Linked DNA regions of Mus musculus: all the other regions are linked to region 3. The links are chromatin contacts, called in public HiChIP or PLAC-seq maps. All regions are on one chromosome and are shown on one strand. The core of a region is the stretch at or near the end of the contact, and the rest is flanking DNA. Distances in the headings are between cores, read along the strand shown. Region 1 has its middle 5.4 kb from the start of Snx27. Region 2 has its middle 22 kb from the start of Anp32e. Region 3 has its middle 13 kb from the start of Sema6c. Region 4 holds the start of Mtmr11 (myotubularin related protein 11). Region 5 has its middle 20 kb from the start of Vps45.

Region 1 (2,700 bases), core at 42-2,541, 590 kb after region 3:
AGCCCCTTCTCCAGCCCCTGATCCTAAGCCAGAAACGGGGCTTAGAAGCCTGCACTTATGCTGCACCTCTCCCTCCCTCCCTCCCTCCCTCCCTCCCTCCCTCCCTCCCTCCCTTCCTTCCTCTCTTTCTCTTTTCCTCTCTTCCTCTTTCTTTCTTTCTTTCTTTCTTTCTTTCTTTCTCTCTCTCTCTCTCTCTCTCTCTCTCTCTCTCTCTCTCTTCCTTTCTCTCTTTCTCTCTTTCTTGCTTTCATATCTCCATGGAGACGAAGTGGTGTCATGTGGAAGCGTCTCAAAGCCCACCCTTCTAACTTTTTATCTCTTCTTGCTCCCACCTTTTGTATTTGCAGAACTCCAATTTGAGTCTGGTATTCATTGGAAGCTATACATTCAGGGACAGCCCTACTCTTAGTGTCAGGAGACAGTCTTGACTCGTTTAAACTAGCCAAGGCAGTTGTGTTTGTTGTTGTCAATGGTTGGTTTAGCTTATTAGCATGTGAGACAGGAGAGAACACTAGGAAGGTGACTGCTGGGGAACTTGCTTGCTTTCCTTTGTGTATGAGTGTTTTGCCTACAGGTCTGTCTGTCTGTCTGTCTGTCTGTGCACCACTTGCTTGTCTGGTGCCCTTGCAAGTCAGAAGAGGGTATGTGATACTGTGGAATTGAAGTTGTGGATGGTTGTGAGGCATTATGTGGATGCTGGAACTCAAACTCGGGCCCTCTGCAAGGACCAGTTTGCCATTTTCTGGAAGCTTGCATTCAGCTTGGGAAGGTAAAGCCCAGCTAAATACTCTCTGTCATGTTCTAAACTGAGCTGTGCTGACCATAGATGCAGTAAGGAGTTACATTGATTTTCCTTTTGCTGTTTTTGTTACTACAGACCCAGCAGCTTAAAACAGCTGTTCTTCCTATTGGAGGGCTTGGTGTCAAGAGTCCATCTAGGCACAGCTTGTTTGGGGCCTCTATTCAGATTTCACATGGCTACAATCAAGGTTCTGTTAGGCGGTTTCTTTGTGGCACTTGGGTCCTCTTCCACGTGTCATGTGTTTGTTGGCAGAATTTCATGAGGATATAAGTTGGAGGGACCTATGGTCTTCCTATCCCCAAGAGCCACTCAGGTTCTGAAGTCCCCTGTTGCTTCACGTATGTGGGTTGCCTCCTAGACAGTTCTGAACCTTCCCCAAAGCCAGCAGGACCAGTCTTGCTAAGAAGCAGCCTTACTTGACACAGCAGAATCATGGGTGTGACACAGCTGTCAACTTTGGCACATTTTATTGCCCAGAAGCAAGTCACGGGTTCTACTTACCTTCAAGGGAGGGGGTTACACAAGAGCGTGACTCATTAAGGGGTCATCCGGAACTGTAGTTGCCTCAGGGATTTAGAAAAGGGAAATGTCAGAGAGAGTAGCAGTCTTCAGGGACACTGGAGAGAGACTTCAGCTAGGGCTTGGCCGAGGAGAGTTCAGAGCAGCAAAAAGGTAAAAAACATCTACAACCAAAAGGTTGTGTGAGCAGACATGCAGAGGTGGGGTTTCCACTTAAGTATCTCTGCTTGAAAAGGGTGATGGAACTCACTGCCCCTGCAGGTCACAGGATGTAGGGAGAATTTATCAAGATGGTGGACAGAGGAAAGAGAGTATCTGGCTTTGGTCAGAACACTCCAGTTCAAGGTTCAGTTCTTGGGTTAATTAGCAGGTCTGCTGTTATCTGAGCCTTTGTGAGGGTAAACTGGGCTCTGAGGTGGGATGTGCTCTGCAAACAATGAGTGGTCCAAGTCTGATACTGAAGACAGCTTTGCTGACTTCCAAGACTCCGTGTGTCCGAGTCCCCCGGTCTCTGATTCCTCTTAACTGATCTCTTTGCTCTTCAAGTCTTCTGCATAGTGGCTAGAGGAAACGTTTCCTGGGCAGCTTAGCTTAGAGTAAGGTATTGTCTACTTTACTCTGTCATTTGTCACCACCCAAAGGCTTCCAAACCTATGCAGTGGCCCAGACTCCAGTGTCCAGTCGTGACTTGACAAATTGTCTTGGGCTTCTCACAGGCTCTTCAGGTTCACTAGGCTCCAAGTGAACTCTGTGTCACTCCTCTTCCTTCTTGTACTGGGGGACTGTGTACCCTCACTTCCTCCCTGTGCCACGGTACCTGAGATCCTCCCAGGTTCTGAGCCTCTCCTCTCCCACACCTCCCTCCTTGTATCCCCTCTGCTACCGCCCTAGTTTGAGTCCCATTAATTCTCCCGAATCACTGCAACTGCTTCTTAATTATCTATCTCAGCTCACTCTCCAGACGTCCCGGAGCATGAACTTTTCTGAAGTGCAAGTTTGACAATGTGGTTAATCCATTCAAGAAGCATTCAAAGACCCCTAAAATCCTAGGAATGAAATTCCAATTCCCGGGCACAGACAATATCTAGTATCTTGGAGCCTCCCAAGTTCTAACTCTCCTGTCTTCCAACTCTGTTCTCCCGGCCACAGTCCTACTGAGCAGCACATTCCCACACTACACTGAGGTTCTTTCGGACCTCAACATCCCTCACCATCATTCTCTGTTGTGAATTTGTCCATGTATAACCACATCTCCCTATGCCCTCACCTCCAGATGCTTGAAAGTGTCTGTCACCTCTCTCAGTGTGATTTAACTGTTCTAGTTTTGTCTTTTGCTATCTTGACTGCTAGCCTATGAACTTTTAAGACATTTCACATAG
Region 2 (2,732 bases), core at 221-2,720, 770 kb before region 3:
CTCAGCACCTGGGGAGGCAAGTGGCTATCCCAGTTCCAGGCCAGCCTGGTCTACAGATTGAATTCCAGAACAGCCAAGGATACAGAGATACAATGTCACAAAGTGGGCAAAAATCCAAGTGTTTTACCACCTCTCCTTCTTCAAATAGCAGGGACCAAACCACTAGCTTTGTGCTACACTCTGCTCCATCCTTGTCTGTTTGAGGATAGGACTGGCTATGTGGCCTAGGATGGCCTGCAGTCCAAGACCTTTTCCATGTTTCTCAGACCTCCAAAGAAACTTCTACTGTACAAAACAAACTGATGCAAACATTCTAAAGTGGTTCGTTGGTTCTAATAAAAAGGATTTAAGGATGATTTTACTTTGATACTTTTGACAAACTACCTTCAGCTGTGATTGACTAAAAGACGGAAAAATAAGTCCTAACTCTCTCTGTAATGGACCTTTACAAAGTCTCTCTGTTGGAATCACTCGTTCGGTAAAGAAAGAGCCTTCGTGTTTTTTGTTTGTTTGTTTTTTCGAAGCAGGATTTCTCTGTCCTGGAACTTACTTTGTAGACCAGGCTGGCCTCGAACTCAGAAAATCGCCTACCTCTGCCTCCCAAGTGCTGGGATTAAAGGCGTGCGCCACCAAGCCCTGCTGTCTTCCTGTTTTATGTGTAGTCTCGGAGTCGGTTTTCTTCAGTGCTTTCTCCCAGCACCTGCTCAACTTGACTGATGTAGTTTTAAGTTTTATCAATTAGCAGCAGTTCCAGGAGTAGGGAAAGGGGATGGATAGATAGGAGGGTTAGCTCCTGAGGACAAGGTCAGTGAAAAATGTGTACAAACAAGCTGGACAGTGGTGGCGCACGCCTTTAATCCCAGCACTCAGGAGGCAGAGGCAGGCGGATTTCTGAGTTCGAGGCTAGCCTGGTCTACAGCGTGAGTTCCAGCACTGGCTGCTCTTACAGAGGACCAATCCCCAGAGGCTCCCAAGCATCTGATACCTCCGAGGGCACCAGGCACACGAGTGATACACACACACACACACACACACACAAGACATTCATACACATAAAATCTAAATTAAAACAAACAAACAAACAAAAAAACTAGCCCTCACCGGGCAGTGGTGGCGCACGCCTTTAATCCTAGCACTTGGGAGGCAGAGGCAGGCGGATTTCTGAGTTCGAGGCCAGCCTGGTCTACAGAGTGAGTTTCAGGACAGCCAGGGCTACACAGAGAAACCCTGTCTCGAAAAAAAACCAAAAACAACAAAACAAAACTAGCCCTCATTTCTTTAGAAGACACATAACGTTGCTGTTTCCGATTACTGGCTAACCAGGGTTGGGCGATAGTCTTCAACATCAGGCTTTAGAATGATGCAACACTGAAATTGGGAATCATTAGGCAAACGTTGCGAGACCCGAAGGACAATGAACAGCGTAGAGGATCCCTGAGGTCCGTGATGCGGAAACTCCAGAGCCGTGCTTCCGGCGCGACTGCGCATGCACGGGAGCTCTGACAAGGGATGGGGCGGGGGTTGGGGGGGTGGTGGAGTGAGGCCGAGCCTCGTGACCAGAGCTGCGGCCCAGTGGAGTTTAGAAAGGCGTCCTTGTGATGGGATTCGGTCAGGTCGAGTCTGTCCCTTAGCCCCTGGGGCAACCGTGTCTCACTCCCAGGAGCCCAGGCCTGGCAGGTGCATCCGACGTAGTCGATCTGACGTCACATCCGCCTTCGCTAGCTCCGGAACGAGTGCTCGATTTGCAGTTCTGTCCTAAGTCCTGTTCTTGGCGGACCCCAGCAGGGCGCTCTGCTGTAGTAGCAGCAATTAGAAAACGGAAAATAAAGATTGGAAGCTCGGGATATGCCCAGGGACTGCGGCAGAGGACTGACTTCCAAAAGCATTTAGATAAATGGCATGACCTGTTCAAGCCTATCAAGACCCGATACGTGGCAGCACGCTGGCTCGACCCGGGGATCGCGGTGGGAAACGCGACCTTAGAAGAGTCTCCTTAAAAGTTGGCGTCTAGCGCAGCACCTCCTGCGAACTGCAGCCCGGGAACCCCATATTCCGATATATACAGCTTTATTACAAAATAAAATCTGTAAAATCTTATAGATGACTGTGAACATCCACTTCTGTATTTGCCAGGCACTGGCATAGCCTCATACAGCTATACCAGGGTCCCTTCAGCAAAATCTTGCTGGCATATGCAATAGTGCCTGGGTTTGGTGGCTGATTATGGGATGGATCCCCTGGTGGGGTAGTCTCTGGATAGTCCATCCTTTCATCTTAGCTCCAAACTTTGTCTCTGTAACTCCTTTCATGGGTATTTTGTTCCCTACTCTAAGGAAGAGTGAAGTATCCACCCATTGGTCTTCCCTCTTCTTGATTTTCTTGTGTTTTGCAAATTGTATCTTGGGTGTCCTATGTTTCTGGGCTAATATCCACTTATCAGTGAGTGCCCCCAATAGAGAAGCTAGAGAAAGCACCCAAGGAGCTGAAGGGGTCTGCAACAATAGGTGGAACAACAATATGAACTAACCAGTATCCCCAGAGCTCGTGTCTCTAGCTGCATATGTAGCAGAAGATGGCTTAGTCGGCCAACACTGGGAAGAGAGGCCCCTTGGTATTGCAAACTTTATATGCCCCAGTACAGGGGAATGTCAGGGCCAAGAATTGGAAGTGGGTGGGTAGGGAAGCAGGGCGGGGTGAGGGTATAGGGAACTTTCGGGATAGCATTTGAAATG
Region 3 (2,700 bases), core at 126-2,625:
CCCACGCTAAATGTGGGTGGCATCATTCCATGGGCTAAGGTCCCAGACTGAATAAAAAGACTTGGTGGCAAGCGCCTTTATTGGCTGAGCCAACTAGTTGGACTGCTTTAGACATCCAAATTCATCTCAGATTGCATTTAAGAAACTAGAGGTGGGGCTTGAGAGGTGGTTCAGCAGTTAAGAGCATATTTATTGCTCTTGCAGAGACCCTGGGTTTGATTCCCAGCACTCACATGATTGACCATAACTATGTTAACTCCAGTTGCAGAAGGTCCAGGATGTGACATCTTCTTCTGCCCTCTGCAGGCACCCGGTATACACATAGTACACAGATGCATGCAAGCAAAACACTCATATATCTAAAATAAAAATAAATCTTTAAAAAATGGTTTAAAATCAGAAACAGGCCAGGGAGATTGTTCAGTGGTTAAGAGCACCGACTGTTCTTCCAGAGGACCCAGGTTCAATTCCCACCACCCACATGGCAGCTCATAACCACATGTAACTAGTTCCAGGGGATCTGATGCCCTTTTCTGGTCTCTGTAGGCACCAGGCACACATGTGGTACACAGATATACAAGCACACAGAACACAACTATACATAAAAGCAAGTAACATTTTTAAAAACTCAAAAACAACCATAACAGACTGAAATACGTGGATCAGTGTATAAGTATATGATTTCCCAGGTTCCTACCTCCAGCTTCCATACCAATTACTCTCAATCTCTGTCTCTCTCTGTCTCTCTCTGTGTCTCTCTCTGTCTCTCTCTGTCTCTCTCTCTCTGTCTCTCTCTCTGTCTCTCTCGTCTCACTATACTCCAGTCTGTCCTCTAAATCATGGCAATCCTACTACCTCAGCCTCCTGAGTAGCTGGATCACACATCTATGCCACTAAATCTGGTTTTGTGTATATAACCTGCTTCTTTGTTTCTCTCTCTTTCTCTCTTTCTTTCCTTCTCTCTCTCTTTCTTTCTTCCTTTCTTCCTTTCTTCCTTCCTTTCTTTCTTTCTTTCTTCCTTCCTTCCTTCCTTTCTCCCTCCCTCCCTTCCTTTCTTCCTTTTCTTCTTTCTTTTCTTTTCTTTTCTTTTCTTTTCCTTTCCTTTCCTTTCCTTTCCTTTCCTTTCCTTTCCTTTCTTTTCTTTTCTTTTCTTTTCTTTTCTTTTCTTTTCTTTTCTATCTTTTCTTTACTGAGACAGGGTCTCATGTTTCCCAGGCTAGCCTCAAATTCAATGCCCAGCATTATCTTGAACTTCTGACCCAGTGCTAGGGACCAAACGCAGAGCCTCAGGCATGTTAGCAAGCAGTCTGTCTGAGCTCCACCCTGCCTGCATAACCTTAAATGTAAGGAGTCAACAGCTCTAAAGGGTCATCTGCTGGGTCGAATGGCAGTGACTCATACCTGTGTGCTCCAAAGCTTGGGGTGGCAGCCGTAAGACGCAACAAACTTGAGTAATAAATCGTTCAGGCCCTTGTGACTTTGCCCCTAAAGAACCAAGATGCCGAGCAGCTTTTGGAGCTCTCTTGATTGTGGAACCCTTTGAGTCTCAGGTCCCCAAAGCCTTAGACACCTGATGGCTTCAGCCTGCTGAGGCCCTGCTTTCCCCATAATCTCCTAGGATGCCTGAGAAATTAGCTCGGAGGTCCCTGAGGAGGAGGCTCCCGCCACATCCTGCTTTTCCTACTAACAAAGCAAGTGGGCTGATAGTGTGGTCTATTAGAAGTGGAGACACACACCTGTAATCCCAGCTCTTAGGAGACACAGGCAGGAGAGTGAGAAGTTCACTGCCAGCCTGGGATACATGAGAACCTGAAAAAAGCAGAAACAAAACTCTGCCGAGCAGATTTTTTTTAATTGAACTTAAAAAGGATGTTTGTTTGTCTTTCCACTTTTAGCAATAATGTCTGCAACTATCCCTTAATTTACTATCCACTATTATAATCTGCCAGTAGAAAGTTATCATGAGTAATAGGGGATTGCCTCTTTGGTGGTGGCCTATATTATTTTGAGCAAATAACCACGTCCTACAGAACACTTAATTGTGGGGCTTTTGGGAGATGGTGAAAGGAAGCTATGCTGTCCAGGCTTGCCCTGGATTCAGTGTTCCTGACACAGACTCCAAGGGAGTGAGATAACAATGGCCCACCACACACCTACCTAACCTGCTAGATTTAAGCCTATGTATTTCATGCCTTACAAGTCTCTGTTAGCCTATGTTCTTTCCATTTCTTAGAAAAGAAATTGAGTTCCAGGCATAGTGGCGCACACTTTTGATCCCAGCTCTTGGGAAGTAGAGGCAGGCAGATCTGAGTTGGAGGCCAGGCTGGTCTACAGAGTGAGTTCCAGGACAGCCAAAGCTACAGAGAGAAAGGTTATGTGTATGGGGTGGGGTGGGGGAGGGCAGCCGCTTGGAGAGCTTTAGTTAAAGAACAAAAGGTTTCAAGGAAGGGCCCAAGGACTTGCTCTTACTGCAACACAGTTGCTTTCACTTGTTCTGGGTTCCCAGCTGGAGAAGTGAACATTCTCTTAAAAGCACAGATAAAGGAATAAGCAGGACATTGAACTTTAACTGCTGCTGCCCACGAAGAATCCCAAGACTAAAGCTGAGCTGCAGCTCCATGATGGAATCTGCCTGCATCTGTGAGGCCTGGGTTTGTGGGGGAAAACTGTATGTGTACTGAACAGAGATACTGCTCATCA
Region 4 (2,700 bases), core at 85-2,584, 980 kb before region 3:
CTGGAACTCTCATGGTCTTCCATCTCAACGCCCCACCCCCCAACTGCTGGGACACCGCACCAAGCTTTTCTATTACACTAATCACCTCACCTGCTTTCGCTGCCATCCACAAGGCTGGAAGGTTACCCTAAAGTTAGTGCAGATCAGAGTTCCAGGCAGGTCTAGTCCTGGCCCTTTCCTTCGTCCTGGTGCCCATGCTAGGATATGCTCCCCTAAAAGGGAGAAAGAGAAGCAAAGGTCTAACTATCCCCAATGCTGCCCCACACTTCTATGTGGCTACTCGTCTATCCTTAGATGTAAAATTGAAGGAAAAGAATAGACTTTTTTTTTTAACTTCTAAAACCCTGCATAGAACGTGGCACATATACACTCACTGGTCTTTGGATAGTTAATAAGAAAAGTGGTAGCCGGGGTGAGAAAGCAGAATGAACAATGTCCAGGCCTTCCACAAGCTCTGAGGAAGGAGGCAGGAGAATGAGTCTCAGAAACACTTCGAGGAAAGGAATAGGGAGTATCTTTGGTGAAAACAAAAAAGGATGGGGTAGGAAGACTTTTAAAGGAATCTAGAGAGGTCATTTTATTACCTGGGAGACAACCAGAGGCCAGGCAGCTGCCAAGCTGATGACTGCTGGGCTCCGGCATCCTGTTCCCTGGGTTAGACTTCGGTCCAGAGAGCTGAGCAGGGGAGAGAGTTAATCTGGGACCCCCTAAACTCAGAATCTGGGATTTCTCCAGTAGCTGCCTTTGGAGACCCGCATTGAGTTCATTTGTTCGGGTTCTTCCCCCCCCCCCCCCCCCCCTTCTCTGCTCTGCTCTCCTCTCCTCTCAGGGAAATTGAGATCACTGACTGCGGCTGGCAGACAAGACAAGGAGGGGCTGGTTAATGGATAATGAGACAACTCGAGACTGAAAAAGGCAGACGAGCTCCATAACAGTTGATAAAACAGATACACCCTCCTCCTCTGAATCCTTTCCTTCCCCTTTAATTTCCACAGCATCCCATTCACACTCTCTTGTTAGCTACCCTCCCATTCCTTTTCCTTACCCCCATCTCTGGCTCCTCCTTCTGGGGGGCAATGTTGAAACTCTGGCCCCGGCCCCCCCACCACATTTCCCTGGCTCCATCCGGGAGTAGAGCAGCTAAGGGTGGGAGTCCTCAAAGATGCTGGCTCTTTTTGGGGAGAGGCTAAATCCTAGAGGTGGGGAGAAAGAGGCTGGGGAGGACGCAGCGGTAGCGGCATTTCGGATACCAGGAGCACAGTTCCAGGGGTCTTATTTGAAAGGTGTGTCCTGCCCAGACAGGGGAGGCTCTTTGGAAACTTCGGTGACTCTAAGAGAACAGGCAAGATGCCCAGCCCCTTAAAGGAGAATACGCAATTTTTTTTTTCAAAGTAGAAAGGAAATGGAGGAGCTTAAGAAAGATGGGAGGAATGGGGGAACTGGGGATACCCAGATTCCCTTAACCCACATCCACATTTTAGTCTCTTTCTGTTCGTGAATATTAGTGGGTGTGACGAGGGGAGCAGTAGTTAAATGAAAACATTTTGGGCTAGCTCTCTATACTTTTTCAATGAGAGATGAAACACTAGGAAACTCAGTTATTTTGGTTTCGTTTATTCATGGGTTTTGTGATTTTGTTCATTTTCAGCCTCCTCTGACAACCTAACGGGTTGAGAAGGGGACATAAAGGGAACTGAACCTTGTGTCCTTTTCTGGAGAGCGTGACAGGCCCAGGGGCAGAATGGAGTGGACGGAAATTGGTGTGTCTGGGATGCAGACACAGCACAGGTATTTTGGTGTGCAAATCTCGGCAGTGGGGCGGGAGCTAGAAAACCCAGAAAAAGATCGTGGTATATCTAAACCAGCCTTTGCGCCCGGCGAGCGCACCTCCCCACTCCCGCAGCCACCTATTCCTATGGAAAGCCCAGCCCCAGGTACATGACTCCGCCCCTCCAACCCAGTCACCAGATCTCCTAATGAATGATTCATGTTCTGGACTTTGAAAGCTAAGGACTGGAAAACTCTTTTCAGCTCCAGGATCACATTTCCCCCTCCTTCCCTGCTGAATTTAAAAAGCAAAGATGGGGCTGTAGGGCACTGAACAGAGATGCTAAGGAGGGCAGCTTGAGGGCAGCATGTTTCAACACGGAGAAGACAGGAAATGAAATACAAAATAGGTGTTAATGAGCTGCTGTTTTATTGTTTTTGAGTCTGTACAGAGGCAGCAATCCTTAGGTGGGGGCCGTGACATTCAACACTCCCTTCCCCACAGCACACATCCTTCCAGCCTCAGCTTCCAAAGTTCTCTTTGTTGGCTGCAACTGTGGAAATAGTGAACTAGCATGAGCAGAGACTGGAACAAACAGGTATGTACTTGCTAGCAAGCTGGTCTAGACGCCTGATTGTAGAAGTCCTAAAGACTGCTGGTCACCACCACCCCACCACACACCTCAATGCTTCTGGAATAAAGTATGTAGTAAGGAACAGCTTAGGAACAGGTGTGCCAAAATCCCATGACCTACTTTTCTTCTCCCCACCACTTTCCTCCGAAAGCCTCATTCTGTTCTTTAATATCTTGAGGTATGGGAACAGCAGAATATAGAGGGAATGGTCAGGACGGAGAGAAGTGATGTGATCATCGCCTAACCAGAAGCACAAAGGGGCTGCAGTTGAGGATTAGGTTAACAGGAAGACTCTCAC
Region 5 (2,700 bases), core at 16-2,515, 900 kb before region 3:
CTATAATGTATCCATAAAGTCATTTAGACCTGGAACAATTCTCCTTGCTTTAATAAATAATACTAGTTATTATTGTTATAGTAGCAGCAGCAGCAGCAAACATTTAGCTGTGCTCCATGGCACATTCCTATAGTCATAGAACTTGGAAGGTAAAGGGAGGAGGACCAGAGACTCAAGGCCATCCACAGCTAAATAGTGAGCTGTATGAGACCTTTGCTTTTAAAAGGTTTAAAATAGGGGCTGGAGAGGGAGATTAGCTGTTATTTACTATTCTTTCAAAGGATTCGAGTTTAGTTCCCAGCACCCACGCCTGGAGGCTCAAAATTGCCTGTAACTCCAGCTCCAATGAAATTAACACCCTCTCCTGGACTCTGTACCCACCTGTTCACACACCACACTCACTCACACACACCCACAAAATTACACACACTCATATACACACACAAAATCACACACACACTCACACACACACACACCCTGGGTTTGAGTAGTGGGATTTTTGTTTGTTTGTTTGTTTTGTTTTGTTATTGTTTGATATTTTTGTTTTTGAGACTGAGTCAGGTTTGTATCCAAAGTTGGCCTCAAACTCAGCATCTCCCTGACTCAGACCTGCCCCTGCCCCTGCCCCCAGCACTGAAATCAGAAGGCTTGCACCACCCTTTCTTTTTCAGAGATGTTGGTGGGGTGCTTGCTTGCTGGCTTGCTTGGGTTTTTTCTTTGTGTGGTTGGTTTGGCTTTGGTTTTGCCCTGTTTGTTAGAGTGCATGTCTGTTTTATTGACTTTTTCCCACCTTTCAAGTTGGCAACATTTCTACTGTTGCACCGCCTTTGCTTCACTTTCGTTTAGTTATCTATTTTTATTACACTCACTTATTCTGTGCTGAAGGGGTATATCCACGCTGCAGCAAGCTTGTAGAGGTCAGAGGGCAACTTTTAGAAGTTGGTTTTCTCCTTCCACCAGGAGGATTCCAGGGATCAGAGTCAGGAGGTCAGACTTGGCAGAGAGCCCCTTTCCCTGCAGAGTCATCCAGCTGGACTTGTTTTGTTATTTGCTTGTTTTTTTTAACTTTTTATTGAGTCTTTGAATTTCACATGATGCCTCCCATACTCATCTCCCCTTCCTTCCATACCTGTCTTCTGTCCCTGCAACTTCTCCCCAAAAGAAAAAAAAAAAATCTCAATGTAGAAGCTGCAGTGGGTCACAGTGTGTCCCTCAGTATACCCTTTTGCCCACACAGTTTTCCTTGCAAATATTCATTGCAATGAGTCATCATTGGTCTGGTTCAAGGCCTCTGGTTTCTACAACACTATCAATACTGGATCCTCACCAGGACTCCTCTAGGATATCCTGTTGTTGCCCTGTGTCATGGAGATCCAGCAGCTTTGGGTCTGCAGGACCAGCTCCATCACTTACTCTAGCAGATGGGGCAAGCCAGCTTGTAGCCTTGGGTCTGGATCTGGGTGGTAGACCAGCTGGTCAGCCACGAGTTCTCCTGCACCCACACCACCAGGTGAAGTGCAGGCTACTCTCCAGCACACTAGCCACTGCAGGGCTCGCCTGTGCCCCACCACCATCAGGACCAGCTCTGCTGCCCAGGCAAGGTGCAGTGTCTGCTCTCCCGAGTCCTGCAGTGGGCAAGGGGTGGGGCCGGCTTTTTGCAGCCCTCAGACATCAACCTGGCCCTAGACGAGAGCCCAGACCAGGTATATCCCCATGGCATTTGGTGGCAATATGGGACACTGATACCAACACAGACCCCTGCTGTTGCAAGACCACAGACGGAGACCTGGCTCTCAACAGCAGTATAGGCTGGGACATCACCATGTCCACTTACTGTTCCTCACCACCCTCCTGTCTCCTGTTCCACCCCTCTTCACAGTGCACAAACCATTCTGCTTCTCTTCCTCGCCCATCTCTCTACCACATACTTGCTCATGATAGTGGTGCCCACCCCTCGCTGTGTGGCAGGTGGACCTCTGGGTATCTTCCCCTTGTTTTGTTTTAAATACCACTTTCTATATGCTAAACGGTTCTGCTTTGGTATGTCTTCAGTGCTGTCTTTAACTGTAATCTTCATTTACCCTTTAATAGGAGAACTCCATTTTCTCTTGTAGCTACTGGTTAGTGCTATGTTTCCCCACCCACTACCCTCACACTCATTTTTTTTTTTTAAAGATTCATTTATTTATTATATGCAAGTACACTGTAGCTGTCTTCAGACACCCCAGAAGAGGGCATCAGACCTCATCACAGATGGCTGTGAGCCACCATGTGGTTGCTGGGATCCGAACTCCGGACCTTCGGAAGAGCAGTCGGGCGCTCCCACCCACTGAGCCATCCCACCAGCCCCCCTCACACTCATTTTAAGACACTCTTTAAGCCCGCCTGCATCCCCTGGGCTGAGAATCAGCAGGCCTTCCCCTGTTGCTGATCTCTGGATAGGTCTCTGCCTTGTAAAGGTCATTTTACACATTTGCCCTTCCTGTTCAGTTGATACCTTAAAAGATGTTCTGAGGCCTCTTATCCTGGCATTTGAAACAATAGTTCTCCAAGGAAGAGCCTTCAGCCTTTGCATCTGCACCACCAGTGGCATTAGTTAAAAACAGTTTCCTGGGCGCCATCTAAAAATCTATTATGCTAGAACGTCTAGGTGCAAGGGTCAGAGATACCTATTTTAAACAAGCACCCCCAAGATAAGTC

Evidence for each region. HiChIP or PLAC-seq counts read pairs in DNA pulled down with a chosen protein or histone mark.
Region 1: a contact with region 3 is called in a FOXA1 HiChIP or PLAC-seq map of pancreatic cancer cells. The contact joins two enhancer-like sites. A contact is called at or near these places in 2 of 39 promoter capture datasets (liver and pre-B cells) and 1 of 115 datasets of contacts at active chromatin or transcription factors (pancreatic cancer cells).
Region 2: a FOXA1 HiChIP or PLAC-seq map of pancreatic cancer cells shows a contact between it and region 3. The contact joins two enhancer-like sites. A contact is called at or near these places in 1 of 39 promoter capture datasets (liver), 1 of 484 Hi-C or Micro-C datasets (uterus) and 2 of 115 datasets of contacts at active chromatin or transcription factors (differentiating embryonic stem cells and pancreatic cancer cells).
Region 4: a FOXA1 HiChIP or PLAC-seq map of pancreatic cancer cells shows a contact between it and region 3. The contact joins the promoter of Mtmr11 here to the enhancer-like site in region 3. A contact is called at or near these places in 1 of 39 promoter capture datasets (pre-B cells), 1 of 115 datasets of contacts at active chromatin or transcription factors (pancreatic cancer cells) and 1 of 9 other capture datasets (liver).
Region 5: a contact with region 3 is called in a FOXA1 HiChIP or PLAC-seq map of pancreatic cancer cells. The contact joins two enhancer-like sites. A contact is called at or near these places in 1 of 39 promoter capture datasets (neutrophils), 1 of 484 Hi-C or Micro-C datasets (embryonic stem cells) and 1 of 115 datasets of contacts at active chromatin or transcription factors (pancreatic cancer cells).

What each region holds. Positions count from the first base shown.
Region 1 is chr3:94,586,757-94,589,456 of GRCm38.p6, reverse strand. No RefSeq gene overlaps it. Among named protein-coding and RNA genes, the nearest start is that of Snx27, 5.4 kb to the right of the region's middle. Within about 2 kb of position 1,291, at least 75 of the 459 cell types and tissues checked have an H3K27ac peak or open chromatin away from gene starts, as enhancers often do. A contact at or near this core is called in pancreatic cancer cells, where this site is marked.
Region 2 is chr3:95,950,044-95,952,775 of GRCm38.p6, reverse strand. No RefSeq gene overlaps it. Among named protein-coding and RNA genes, the nearest start is that of Anp32e, 22 kb to the right of the region's middle. Within about 2 kb of position 1,470, at least 443 of the 459 cell types and tissues checked have an H3K27ac peak or open chromatin away from gene starts, as enhancers often do. A contact at or near this core is called in pancreatic cancer cells, where this site is marked.
Region 3 is chr3:95,176,451-95,179,150 of GRCm38.p6, reverse strand. No RefSeq gene overlaps it. Among named protein-coding and RNA genes, the nearest start is that of Sema6c, 13 kb to the right of the region's middle. Within about 2 kb of position 1,375, at least 30 of the 459 cell types and tissues checked have an H3K27ac peak or open chromatin away from gene starts, as enhancers often do. A contact at or near this core is called in pancreatic cancer cells, where this site is marked.
Region 4 is chr3:96,160,604-96,163,303 of GRCm38.p6, reverse strand. Mtmr11 (myotubularin related protein 11) reads right to left here and starts at 1,334. Exons shown (of 17, transcript NM_181409.3): 1 at 1,046-1,334; 2 at 585-675; 3 at 91-212. The coding sequence starts at 1,111. It overlaps Otud7b (OTU domain containing 7B), which reads right to left. Exons shown (of 12, transcript NM_001025614.1): 12 at 2,175-2,700.
Region 5 is chr3:96,077,211-96,079,910 of GRCm38.p6, reverse strand. No RefSeq gene overlaps it. Among named protein-coding and RNA genes, the nearest start is that of Vps45, 20 kb to the right of the region's middle. Within about 2 kb of position 1,265, at least 16 of the 459 cell types and tissues checked have an H3K27ac peak or open chromatin away from gene starts, as enhancers often do. A contact at or near this core is called in pancreatic cancer cells, where this site is marked.